4 separate regions of the Mus musculus genome follow, and all the other regions are linked to region 3. Evidence: chromatin contacts called from public Hi-C, capture Hi-C and promoter capture Hi-C data. All regions are on one chromosome and are shown on one strand. The core of a region is the stretch at or near the end of the contact, and the rest is flanking DNA. Distances in the headings are between cores, read along the strand shown.

Evidence for each region. Hi-C and Micro-C count contacts between places; a contact is called where the count stands out from the background. Capture Hi-C pulls out chosen DNA fragments and counts their contacts.
Region 1: a contact with region 3 is called in a capture Hi-C map of embryonic tail, with 6 times the contacts expected there. The contact joins the promoter of Runx1t1 here to the promoter of Tmem67 in region 3. A contact is called at or near these places in 1 of 39 promoter capture datasets (frontonasal cranial neural crest), 4 of 115 datasets of contacts at active chromatin or transcription factors (astrocytes, differentiating embryonic stem cells, embryonic midbrain and 1 more) and 1 of 9 other capture datasets (embryonic tail).
Region 2: a Hi-C map of B cells shows a contact between it and region 3, with 9 read pairs. The contact joins the promoter of Plekhf2 here to the promoter of Tmem67 in region 3. A contact is called at or near these places in 2 of 39 promoter capture datasets (hippocampal neurons and pre-B cells), 1 of 484 Hi-C or Micro-C datasets (B cells) and 1 of 9 other capture datasets (liver).
Region 4: a promoter capture Hi-C map of liver shows a contact between it and region 3, with 2.2 times the contacts expected there. The contact joins the promoter of Ndufaf6 here to the promoter of Tmem67 in region 3. A contact is called at or near these places in 2 of 39 promoter capture datasets (hippocampal neurons and pre-B cells), 1 of 115 datasets of contacts at active chromatin or transcription factors (bone marrow-derived macrophages) and 1 of 9 other capture datasets (liver).

What each region holds. Positions count from the first base shown.
Region 1 is chr4:13,783,350-13,786,049 of GRCm38.p6, reverse strand. It overlaps Runx1t1 (RUNX1 translocation partner 1), which reads right to left and starts at 1,268. Exons shown (of 11, transcript NM_009822.3): 1 at 909-1,268. The coding sequence starts at 915.
Region 2 is chr4:11,006,273-11,008,972 of GRCm38.p6, reverse strand. It overlaps Plekhf2 (pleckstrin homology domain containing, family F (with FYVE domain) member 2), which reads left to right and starts at 1,354. Exons shown (of 2, transcript NM_175175.4): 1 at 1,354-1,580.
Region 3 is chr4:12,086,558-12,089,257 of GRCm38.p6, reverse strand. It overlaps Tmem67 (transmembrane protein 67), which reads left to right and starts at 1,301. Exons shown (of 28, transcript NM_177861.5): 1 at 1,301-1,543. The coding sequence starts at 1,321.
Region 4 is chr4:11,074,906-11,077,605 of GRCm38.p6, reverse strand. It overlaps Ndufaf6 (NADH:ubiquinone oxidoreductase complex assembly factor 6), which reads left to right and starts at 1,401. Exons shown (of 9, transcript NM_001085493.2): 1 at 1,401-1,626. The coding sequence starts at 1,430.

The sequences.
Region 1 (2,700 bases), core at 19-2,518, 1.7 Mb before region 3:
AGGAGAGCAGACTCCAAGACGTATCCTAAAGGGAAAACACTCTTCAAACAACTGGCGATACCTACACACAACTGTGGTTTCAGAAAGCTGGCAGATAATGTTTCAAAACACCATCTGGGAGGTGTGCAAACTCTGACCAAGCACGGCCTCTTCTGCCTGCCCTACCCAAATAATCTGCATGCGCCAGCCAGCTGGAGGATCTCTGTGTGCCCTGCCTTTATCTGCTCTGCATTCGGCACAGGACAATTTAGAGAGTTCTGGAGAGCAGCAGAGACAGCCCTTCTCCTGCAGCAGGCTTCACAAACACAGTTTTCCCTGGCAGCAATCACAGAAACACTTCAGTTTCCAAAGATAATATTTTTCTGGAGAATTGTCATACACTAAATTTCCAGGGACACAGGAATGTCACTAATTCAGCATACTTCTTCTAAATGACCCGATTTCAATTACTTACATGATAACATCTAAGGACTATGATTTAGAGCGAGAAATTCCTTCTAGTGCCAAAGCTGCCTTCATTTTCTTTGACATAAACAGCTCTTCAAAGACGTTCTCCAAGAATTCTACCATAATCTAAAAACTCTCTCCACAGGCAAATAACCAGCAAAGAAGTACAGATGATAGTCCAGAGACCCAGAACAGAAAACACTTCTCAGTGGAGCTAATCCCCTGTGTAAACTGCTCAGGCAAACATCCACGGCTTCCTTCCCCTCAGTTTCAAAGGAGTATCTCCCCATATCCTACACCCCTAAATCCAGCTTTCTTTGTGTCACCTCCCAATCACACCTCTATCACCCCACAGCCTCTCCCTGCCCTCATCCAGTACAGCAGTCGTGGTGCAGTCGGCATTTTCCACGCGTTACAGAAAGTAAAGCTTCCTTCCTTGCAAGAAAAGAGGACTCACTCACCAGGCATCCCGGAATCCAGCGTGTAACACACTGAAAGCAACTCTGTGTTAAGAGGGAGCGCGATGCGGGCTCATGCCTCCTGTTCTGGAATGTGCGGGGCGGTGGAGAGGAGGGCCATCAGAGGGGCTGGGGCGGCATGGCCCGAGGCAGGGTGCTGGGCGCGTGCGCCTGCCAGGCAGAGACAGATGGAGAGCTGACACTCCGGATTGCACTTGGAGCAGAAATGTGCAGGATGACAGGAACACATGTGGCCTTGAACCCAGCCCTGTCTCTTCAGGCAGAACAATGACAGGGACGTGTGTACAAAGTATCACAACTCCTGTCTCCCTTTCTCCACTCTTCCTCCTGCCCCAGTTCCAGAGCACCAAAAAGCAGAAAGTGAAATGCAGAAAGATAAGCTAAATGCTGAATAATTCATTCACTATCACCACCCCTTCCCAGCTCCAAGTTAACCCTTATTTTGCCAAAAGATGGCAATGTTGACCTGACCCCAACTCACACTGAAAGCTGTCCTTCATCTTCTAATTTTAACAGGCATTACTGGGAAGTTTGGTTTAAAACAAACAAGGGCACAGACCACAAAGCTTTTTTTATTGATCTGGAAACCCCAAACAACCTAAAAACCTCTTGTAAGACCGGGCTGTGCCAGTTCATCGCCCAGCACAAAGTATGAGCAGAACACTTCCAGCTTCCCAGTAGCGTGGGTCAAACAGAACACTTTTTTTCTGAGGCAGAATCTAACCGTTTTTAGTTCACTACAGTGCTTTCAATCCACTGGGCTCCCAGGTTGATTTGCTCCAAACACTTTCAGCTTACTTTCCTCTACTTTACATAGAGATCCACAGGAGACAAAAACAAACTCTTCATTGTAATGCCTTTTCAAAAGCTAAACAATCATGCCTTTTTGGGAAGGGGTGCTGGGGGGGGGGGTGCAAGGGGGGCTGGGGGGGGAGACACCCTTAAATGTTTCTCCTGACTGTGAATAACACATACCCAGCCTGGTTCAATGGACTCTTCCCTATTAAGCTTTAATGGACACCATGATATATAAAACTGGGAGCCTTTGTTACAGTGCTTTATCTAAAGCTGCCTATTTCCTTCCCAGCAGTGTGTCTTCAGTCCTTTGTAAAACATCCTTGCCTCATAGGAGAAACACAAGCCTGCCTGCCTGCCTGCCTTGCCCGCCTGTTTCTAAACACACAAAGATGCCAGGCAGAAGGAAAACATTATTCTCTTCTAAAACTCTTCTTCACAATTTAACACTTGGGAACTCTTCTCTGGGTCTGTGTTTGATTGTTTGTTTTAACAACAGGGCTCACATGGTGGTCAAGCCCTTGGGCTCTCTACCTTTCCAGTGTACAGCCAATCCACTAGACACACACAATTCTACTAAACAATTCTACTCAGGACTGACCAGCCAGCCAGCTCAGTGACCATGAAGAGGGACCGGCCCCTTTAACTCTTGCTATTCTGGCAGTGGTCCATGTGTCCTTTGCTTATTCGACATTTTCCATAAGCTTTCATCAGGTTGATTTTTCTCCCCTCCTTGCTGCCTTCAAGAACTACTAACAGACCCCATCTGAAAACAGGCAGTGATTTTGACCTCTACCCACTGCCTCCCTGTCCCTTCGCCTGAGAGGGCTTCAGAGCACATGCACACAACACACACCTTGCACAAACGAAAAATATATCATCTTTGATAAACAGCATCGATCAGTAAGAACTTCTACAGCCCCTGAACGCTGAACCTGAGAAGGGCTGCTTCAGCCAGTGAACCCCTCAAAAATCCATC
Region 2 (2,700 bases), core at 105-2,604, 1.1 Mb after region 3:
CCCTGGGTGTCCTGGAACTCTCTGTAGACCAGGCTGGCCTCAAACTCAGAAATCTGCCTGCCTCTGCCTCCCGAGTGCTGGGATTAAAGGCATTCGAAGAGCAACATTTTTATTGATGACACTAGAAACACAGCAGTTCCTAATCTTAAAATTTAAAAAGATTTTAGAGTGTGCTTAGTCTAGCACACATAAAGATTGTGTGTGTATACGATTGAAATCCTGTAACTATCCCTATTACGACAACTGATCTCCTTTGCCAGTTTTGTTCTGGATACTAATTTAAAACAACTGTATTTGTTTCACAGACATTCTTCTTCCTCTTCCTCTTCTTCTTCTTGTTTTTCGAGACAGAGTTTCTCTGTAGACCAGGCTGGCCTTGAACTCAGGATTCCGCCTGCCTCTGCCTCCCAAGTGCTGGGATTAAAGGCGTGTCCAACACCGCCCGGCAGCTCTCAATCTTCTTAATGCTTTAATATAGCTCCTCCTATTGCGGTGGTCTCCACCATATAATTATTTGTTACTACTTCATAACTGTAATTTTGCTGTTATGAATCATAATGCAAAATATGTTCTCCGATGGTCTTAGGCGACTCCTGTGATCCGCAGGTTGAGAACTGCTCAACAGGAGGCTAAAAAGAAAATTCCTGAATAAAACTTTAATAATAACCCAATTTCTACCCCTTTCCTGTTTAAACGGTGTGCTTTTCCCAGCCAGCCAGCCTAGATGCCTCTGCTATCTCTCCGCAGCGCCTAGTAAACGCTCTTCTAACCCAGCGTCATGGTAGCACCGAGTTCTAGGTACGCGAAGCAGTTGGCCGAGGGGAAGTTTTGAAAAGAGCGGAGTTCTTCGGCATAAGGTTACACAGGAGCCTGCGGGTCATGGGTGCGGTAAGCGCAGACCCCTGGCTTGGGAGAAAGCGACAGCAGGTGTTCGGCTGAATGGCCGAGCCGGGCGGGGTTGGCAGACGCGGTTGGGTGGCGAGAAGCAAAGCCTTTCCTGTTCCTTAGGGCGGGAGGCGTGGAGGCAGCTTCCGCCCATTCTTCCAGAGAACTTCGCGGACTGCTTAAGAGCCCTTTCCGAAGGCTAGCCCGAGTCAGGAAAGTCAGGTCAGGCGACCCAGTCCAGCCTCAGCTGGCTCAGACGCGCGTCACCTCTGCAGAGGCGCGCGTTCCCCAACCCCGCCGGGGGAGGCCCCCGAGTGGGTGTGGCCTCCGCTGAAGAGCCCGCCCCCCGTGCGGTCGCGTGGGGATGGAGGGGCGGGGCAAGGCGATGGGCGGGGCGAGGGAGCCGGGAAGAAAGGGCAGGGCGGGTGTGCTCGTGCCCGTGTTTGGCGCTTGGGCGGGGGCGCGCCGGTGCGCGCGCAGGAGGGAAGCCAGCCGGAGCGGCCGTTGTCGGGTTCGACTGGAGGGGCGGTGAAGTCACCTGCGAGCGGCTGCGCCCGCCGCGTCCGGATCGCGCCGGCCTCGCGGGGCCCCACGCAACCCTGCGAGGCTGGGGTCGGGGAGCAGGCGGAGTCCGCGCCCGGAGTCGGCGACTAGGAGGACTCGCACCCTCGGCGCCGCCGCCCGCGCGGGGTCGGGTAGGTGCCATGGGGGTCGGGACGCACCGGGCGGCGGCGGGCTGGGGAGGGAGAAGCGAAACTTTGCGGGCGCCTATCCCCGCGGGCCCGGGCCAGCCGTGGCGCGGGGAGGGGTTGGCGCGGGCGGCGGCGGCCGACGCCATGTTGGGGTCTGTGGGAAACGGGGCGCTCGGGCGGCTCCCCTCCGGGCCGGCGCTCGGGCTGGAACCGCCTGGGTCCCGCCGCGCCCGTCCGCGGGACGCCGCCCGGAGGGCCAGGGCCGGGACCATAGACGGCGGCTGGGGACTGGACCTCGCGTCGCCCCCGAAGTTGTGGGGCAGCAGGACTCGGGTCCCCAGATCGTGCGGTCTGAAAACTTTGCAGGGTCTGGGCGTCAGGGGCACGCTCTGACTCCAGCAGTTTATTTTATGACTTTATATGAAAATGGCACCGTACAATTGGCTCAGATAGGAGCGGTAGCTTACACGCTACTTGAAGGGTTTTTTTTTTTTAAGTTTTATGATCTTTTGCCTAGTTTTTTTTTTTTTTTAATGTTATTAAAGGCCAAGAGCTGGTTCCCCAAGTTGCTCGAGTAGCCTTGTATAGTCCTCGAATATTAAAGCAGTAAGTTGTGTGAGTGTGCAGTGGAAATGACTAGTATTCAGGTTACATACACCTAAGCAGTAATTCAGACTCCCAAGTACATTAAACTGGTAAATGCCTTCTTTGTTATGTTTTAATATGTTGCCTAAGAGACTCGTTAAAGAACCATTTAGAGTTGAACGTTCAGTTGAAACGTTAAGGCATGTGTTGTCTTAAGACTAAGTGAAATAACCCAGTGTGTTGGCTCATGCCGGTTTTCTGAGCACTCCCGCGGGCTAGGGCAGAAGCATTGCCGCGAGTTCAAGGCCAGCCTTGGCTACAGCTTGAGTCTGAAACAAACAACCCCAGGACCACAACAAACAGATTAGGGTGATTTTGACGATTCAGTTTTTTTTTTATTCTTTTTCCTTTTCGTTCCTTAAAGGTGCATGAGTTTTGAGCCCCTATCTTTGTACCTTTATAGCTTAAGGGGTGGGAGGACCCAGGTTAAATCAGAATTAACCCAGGCTATTTTTAATCACTATGGGTCATGAGAGCA
Region 3 (2,700 bases), core at 52-2,551:
GTAGTATGGTTTTGTGCATGCTCTATTTCTAGGCAATCTGTGAGCCCCTGACCCACCCCTGAAAACTTCCACTGGGGGGCGGGGATGTGAGGCAATTGTAAAATATACAAATCAAAAAGGTTTCTTTTTTTTCTTTTCATCATAATGAACCGCTTTGGAAGTGGAAAGCTGCAGAGTTTTCCATCCTCTCCTGTGATTTCTGTTAAACCTGAGAAAAACAGGGCAGTTGCATAGGCAGATAAAAGCAAGCTGTATTTACAACAGGCCTTCGGGCTGCCTTACCTAAAGTATGTATTACAGAAAGCATCCCTTCAACCTTTTATTACTGTGCTGTTAGGTGTATGTGACAATTCCCAACAATCACACTATGTGGCAGTTCTCCAGTCGGGGGTTTATTGGGATGGGAAATAGAGTTATCCTCTGGGAGAGGGAGGAGAACCAGGGACAGGGGAGAAAGGGAGAATGAGGCTTTTATTAGGCATTGTTGCGCTAACAGTCTGCAAGGCTGTGCACTTTAATAGGCAATATTCATGTATATCCAAATTTGGTTCTCAAACCAAGTGAGATGAGGTGTATATGTAGGGTGCTTTATGCACAATACAGAGAAAGTATGAAATCAAGATTCAGTAGGCAAGGTTTCTCCTAGACTTTTGTCATAAAGGTATTATATATAAAATCAATGAGGGTTTCTGTTTGTATTGCTTTGCTAAAACTCAAACTCAGGACTTGAAACAATCCCTACCCTTAGTGTTTTTTAAATAATGTAAAAACAAAGCCGGGCATGGTGGTGCACGCCTTTAATCCCAGCACTGTAGAGGCAGAGGCAGGCGGGATTTCTGAGTTCGTGGCTAGCCTGGCCTACAAAGTGAGTTCCAGGACAGCCAGGACTATACAGAGAAACCCTGTCTCGAAAATCAGAACAAAACAAACAAAAAAAGTAAAAACATAGGGCACCTCCTTTGTTGTCAAAATTAATCCCCTGGGTAAACTGTCATGTAGGTGTGATTGCCACTTTCATGAAACACTTTTAAGTGCTAAAACCATATATTTTCCATTGCTGTAGTAGTATTTCCTGACACGGTAAATTGACTGCGTCCCAGAGTTTTAAATACATTTTAAATAACCGCCCCTAATTTATTTAGCATATGTCTGATCCATTGTTTCCCGCGTGCGTGGTAACCTAGCAACCAGGCGTCGCAAGGTTGAGTTTTTTTTTTTTTTTTTTTTTTTTTTTCTGAACCCTGTTGTCCAATCAGCTCAGCGGACTCACCGAGGAGGCTGCTGGGGAGCTGGAGACTGCGGACCCAGGATATGGGTACCATGGTGACGCGTACAAGGCCTGTGGCGGCCATGGCGGTCAGATCTCGTTCTTCATCCCGGACTGGCACCGCCTACCTTCTCTTAGTTCTCTGCGAAGTCTCATGGGCACAAATCTTCTCCTTCCCTTTCCGGCGGCCTGAGACCTGCGACTTCAACCAGTACTTTGACATCTCGGCGCTCTCCTGTGCCCCCTGTGGCGCCAACCAGCGGCGGGATGCACTAGGTGAGGCGGTTTGGGGGTGGATGGACTCTGACCAAAATAAAGCACTCCTGACAGCCAGCACTCCAGACATTTTATTTGGAGAATGTTTCAGAAAATGCACAGCTATCAAACCTAAGAAAGGGTTTCCTGGGAGGATACGGCTGACACAATGAGATCAGTCACCCAGGCGCCACCACCCTACCCTCCTCCAGGAACTCATTCCCCGGAGTCAGTCTCTGGCAGGGAATCCTTAGGATGGCACCTGAAAGCCGCCTAAGAAAAGTAGAATAGAAATAGAAAAGAAATAACCTGAGGCGTCTAGTGAGGTACCCTGACAGGAAAGCAAGGGAAGAAATGTGAATTAGTAAACTCTTGTGACCATTAATTCTACTTCCAAATTCAAGATATTTAAAGCTGTTTGCAACTGTGACTATAATCAGATTTTGTAAGCAAAGGAAACTGAAACCGAGATGTTGTGACATCTGTGTGACATATACTGGAAACTAAGAGAACTCTTGTCTCTTCCTCACTTTCTTTTTTGTTTTTTGTTTTGTTTTGTTTTTCGACACAGGGTTTCTCTGTGTAGCCCTGGCTGTCCTGGAACTCTCACTTTGTAGGCCAGGCTGGCCTCGAACTCAGAAATCCGCCTGCCTCTGCCTCCTGAGTGCTGGGATTAAAGGCGTGGGCCAGGACACCTGGCTTCCCTCACTTTCTACCTCTGCATTCCCAGCGCGTGGCTTTGCATCTGTGGTTACATATTCCCTTAGGACCTGTCCCTTTTATTGTTGATGACTTCTGTTTGCTCACATTGTCCTTTTAGACTTAATTGCATCGATTGGTCTAGTTCTCCCTTAACTACTCAGAATGAGTCTTTTCCTATTTACTGAAGTCTAAAATGCTGTGAATCTCAGACTGGTTAACTCTCCTGCTTTAGGCCTGGTAGAGTCTCACTTAAGGCAGTGCGGATCACTGTGTCAGAAGATGGAGTGTGAAGAGCAAACGTGTTCTGCATTGTATTGCTTTCATGACAATGAATGAAGACGTGTGTGTTGTACATAGACTCCTACAGGTGCTGGCTCTACTTAGTCCTTAGAGAATTCTTTCTTTAACTAGCTGAGTCTACTTGTAATTACAAACAACATTTATTTTCTTTCTAGAGAAAGAGTATTTGAATGAAA
Region 4 (2,700 bases), core at 152-2,651, 1.0 Mb after region 3:
TACAAACAATTGTTCTTAACCACTGATCCATCTCCCCATCTATCCTTTGAATTCTTTATCTTTTTCCCCCTAACTCTCAAATGCTGGCATTATATGTGCATGCCACTATACCTATAGACTATTCAATTAATAATAGTTGGTAACAACATATCATTTGTAGTATAGTATCATTTTATTGTATTTTAAACTGTTGTATTTAAGTATTTAAATTAGCACATTATGGCATGTACATAATGTATTTCAACATTTGCCTCCCATTACCCTCTTTTGTCTCCTGCCCCTCTGAGCCTCCTTTTTGTCTTCTGAGCTCCTTCACCTCATCTGGTACTATCTTACCATTTTACTGACTGACCCATCTCTCTAGCCTTATACTGGAATTCTAAATTCTCCACAGGCAAAAGGCTTTGGCCTGATTCCTGGCTGAGAGGCTACTTTTCTATCTCAGGTTCACAACTTCCTCTTTTTGTCTTGCTTCAACCTCACTGTGTAGTGTAGGCTGACTTTGAACACTCAACACTTCCTGTCTCAGCCTTCTTAGTGCTGGCGTTACAGATGACAGAGGCAAGTCAGATTTTACAACATCGAGGGACTGTCAATGGGTTAAAGCAGGAAACAAATGACTCCATGCTCTTGGGCTTTTAGAGTGTTGTGAGAGACAACTAACAGCAAATGATATATTGTTACTGTTAAAAAAGAAAAAGGAGCCGGGCGTGGTGGCGCTCGCCTTTAATCCCAGCACTCAGGAGGCAGAGGCATGCGGATTTTGAGTTCGAGGCCAGCCTGGTCTACAAAGTGAGTTCCAGGTCAGCCAGGGCTACACAGAGGAACCCTGTCTCGAAAAACAAAAGAAACAAAAAACAAACAAAAAGAAAAGGAAAAGGAAAAGAAAGCAAAAGGAAAGAAATTAAATTTTGTCTCTGTCTCTCTCCCCCTTCCTCTCCTTCCCCTTTATCCTTAGTGGTTGATAATGGAGGCATAACCTGGTGCATCTCTCAAGCATCTTTGTGTTTTTCTCTTGGAGGTAGAGTGGCTAATCAGTGTACCTGTTCAGGGCTATGCTGGGAGGTCTCTGGGAATGTGTGTGGGTGAATAGTGGGCATTCAGGTACAACAAGCTTCCAGCAGTGCGGTTACAAGTGTCAATAGCGCCCTTGAAGAGGATCAAGAGAGGATGGGGGTCTCTGGGGTGACAGGATGTAACGTCAGTCGCTTCTTTAAAAAGCAGGCACCCATCCCTTTTGGCGTTCTGGGGTTCTGTGGGAGTGGACGCTGGAGAGGACAACCAAGTCACCAATGTGCAGGATTATAGCGACACCTGGCTCTGGTCTGAGTGGCGTCCTTCCTTTGCGGAGTTGCAGAGATCTGCCGGGGGCGTGGCCACTTTCCGGGGGGCGTGGCCTCAGGGTCGGAGGGCACCCGAAGCGGGTGTCATGGCGACCTCCATGCTGGGTTCTGTCCGCGGCCCAAGGCCATTCGGTTTGGCTAACCTGTTCCATCGCCAGCCGCCTCGGGATGCGTGGGAACGTGTGCGGCGCCTGCCGGGGCCCTCGGCGGTCCGGCGCAGCGTGGCGGCGGCCAGCGGGCCAGGCATCCCCGGTTCCCACCTCTACTGCCTGGAGCTGCTGAGGTGAGTGGCCGCGCCCGGGGGACATCCCCGAGAGCCCAGAGCCTGTGGAACGCAGAGCGCTGAACCCCGAGCCTGGGGCTGCGTCCTCCGGGTCCTGCGTTCTGCTGGGCTCTGTGCCCGTGCTTGGAGAAGGAGACCGCAGGCCTGTTCACGTGGCTCAGCACATCCTCTGCCTGAACCCTAACGTTAATGGACCCTACAACCTTTGCATGCATAGCACTTTTTATTCATGGACAGCTAGTGACTTTAACACCGTTAACTGGCTTTGGGCTCTGTGTGCTGCACTATTAAAAGTAATTCACGGGGCCTGCGCATTTTTAGGTCCATTGGTAGGGTGCTTGCCCAGCGTGCTTTGGATAAACACATCTCACAAAAGTTGGCACACTCACTTTTGACGCATCTTCTTAGGAGGTACTGGCCAGAGGTTTAGATTTAACTACAAAGCAACCTCAAAGCTAAAATTTTGTTTACAAAAGTAAAGTCCAAAGCAGCTTATTTAATTCTCCTTTCAAGTTGTGATTCCCATCAAGGGAGTTTAAGAGTTAGAGCATTAAGAGCTGGAGAAATGGGTTAGCGGTTAAGAGAACAGGCTCAGGTTTGATTCCCAGCCCCGACACGAGATCTAATGCTCTCTTCTGGCCTTCTTGAGCACCAGGTAAGCAGTGTATAGACATATGTGTACGCAAACACTCATACACATAAAAATAAATACAATTTTTAAGATGAAGTTTAATAATTTCAAGGGAACAAGGGATTTGCCAGAGATTTACAAGAACAGCCTCATGACTTGTGTTTTGTTCACCTGGTGTCAGGAAAGACATCTGGGATTTCCTCTGTAGACATGTGTGGGGGTTGGGCCTGATGGGAATTGAGCCCTATGAATAATCTATGGCTTAATTACATCCACCCACACCGCCCCTGCATTTTGCCCTCCCTGCTAACAGCAGTTATCCGGTATGGTTTTTGTTTGTTTTGAGACAGGGTTTTTATGTAGCTGTGGTTGACCCTGTAGACCAGGCTGGCCTGGAACTCCTTCTGGTCTCTGCCTCTCAAGTGTCGGGTCTTTTTTGTTTT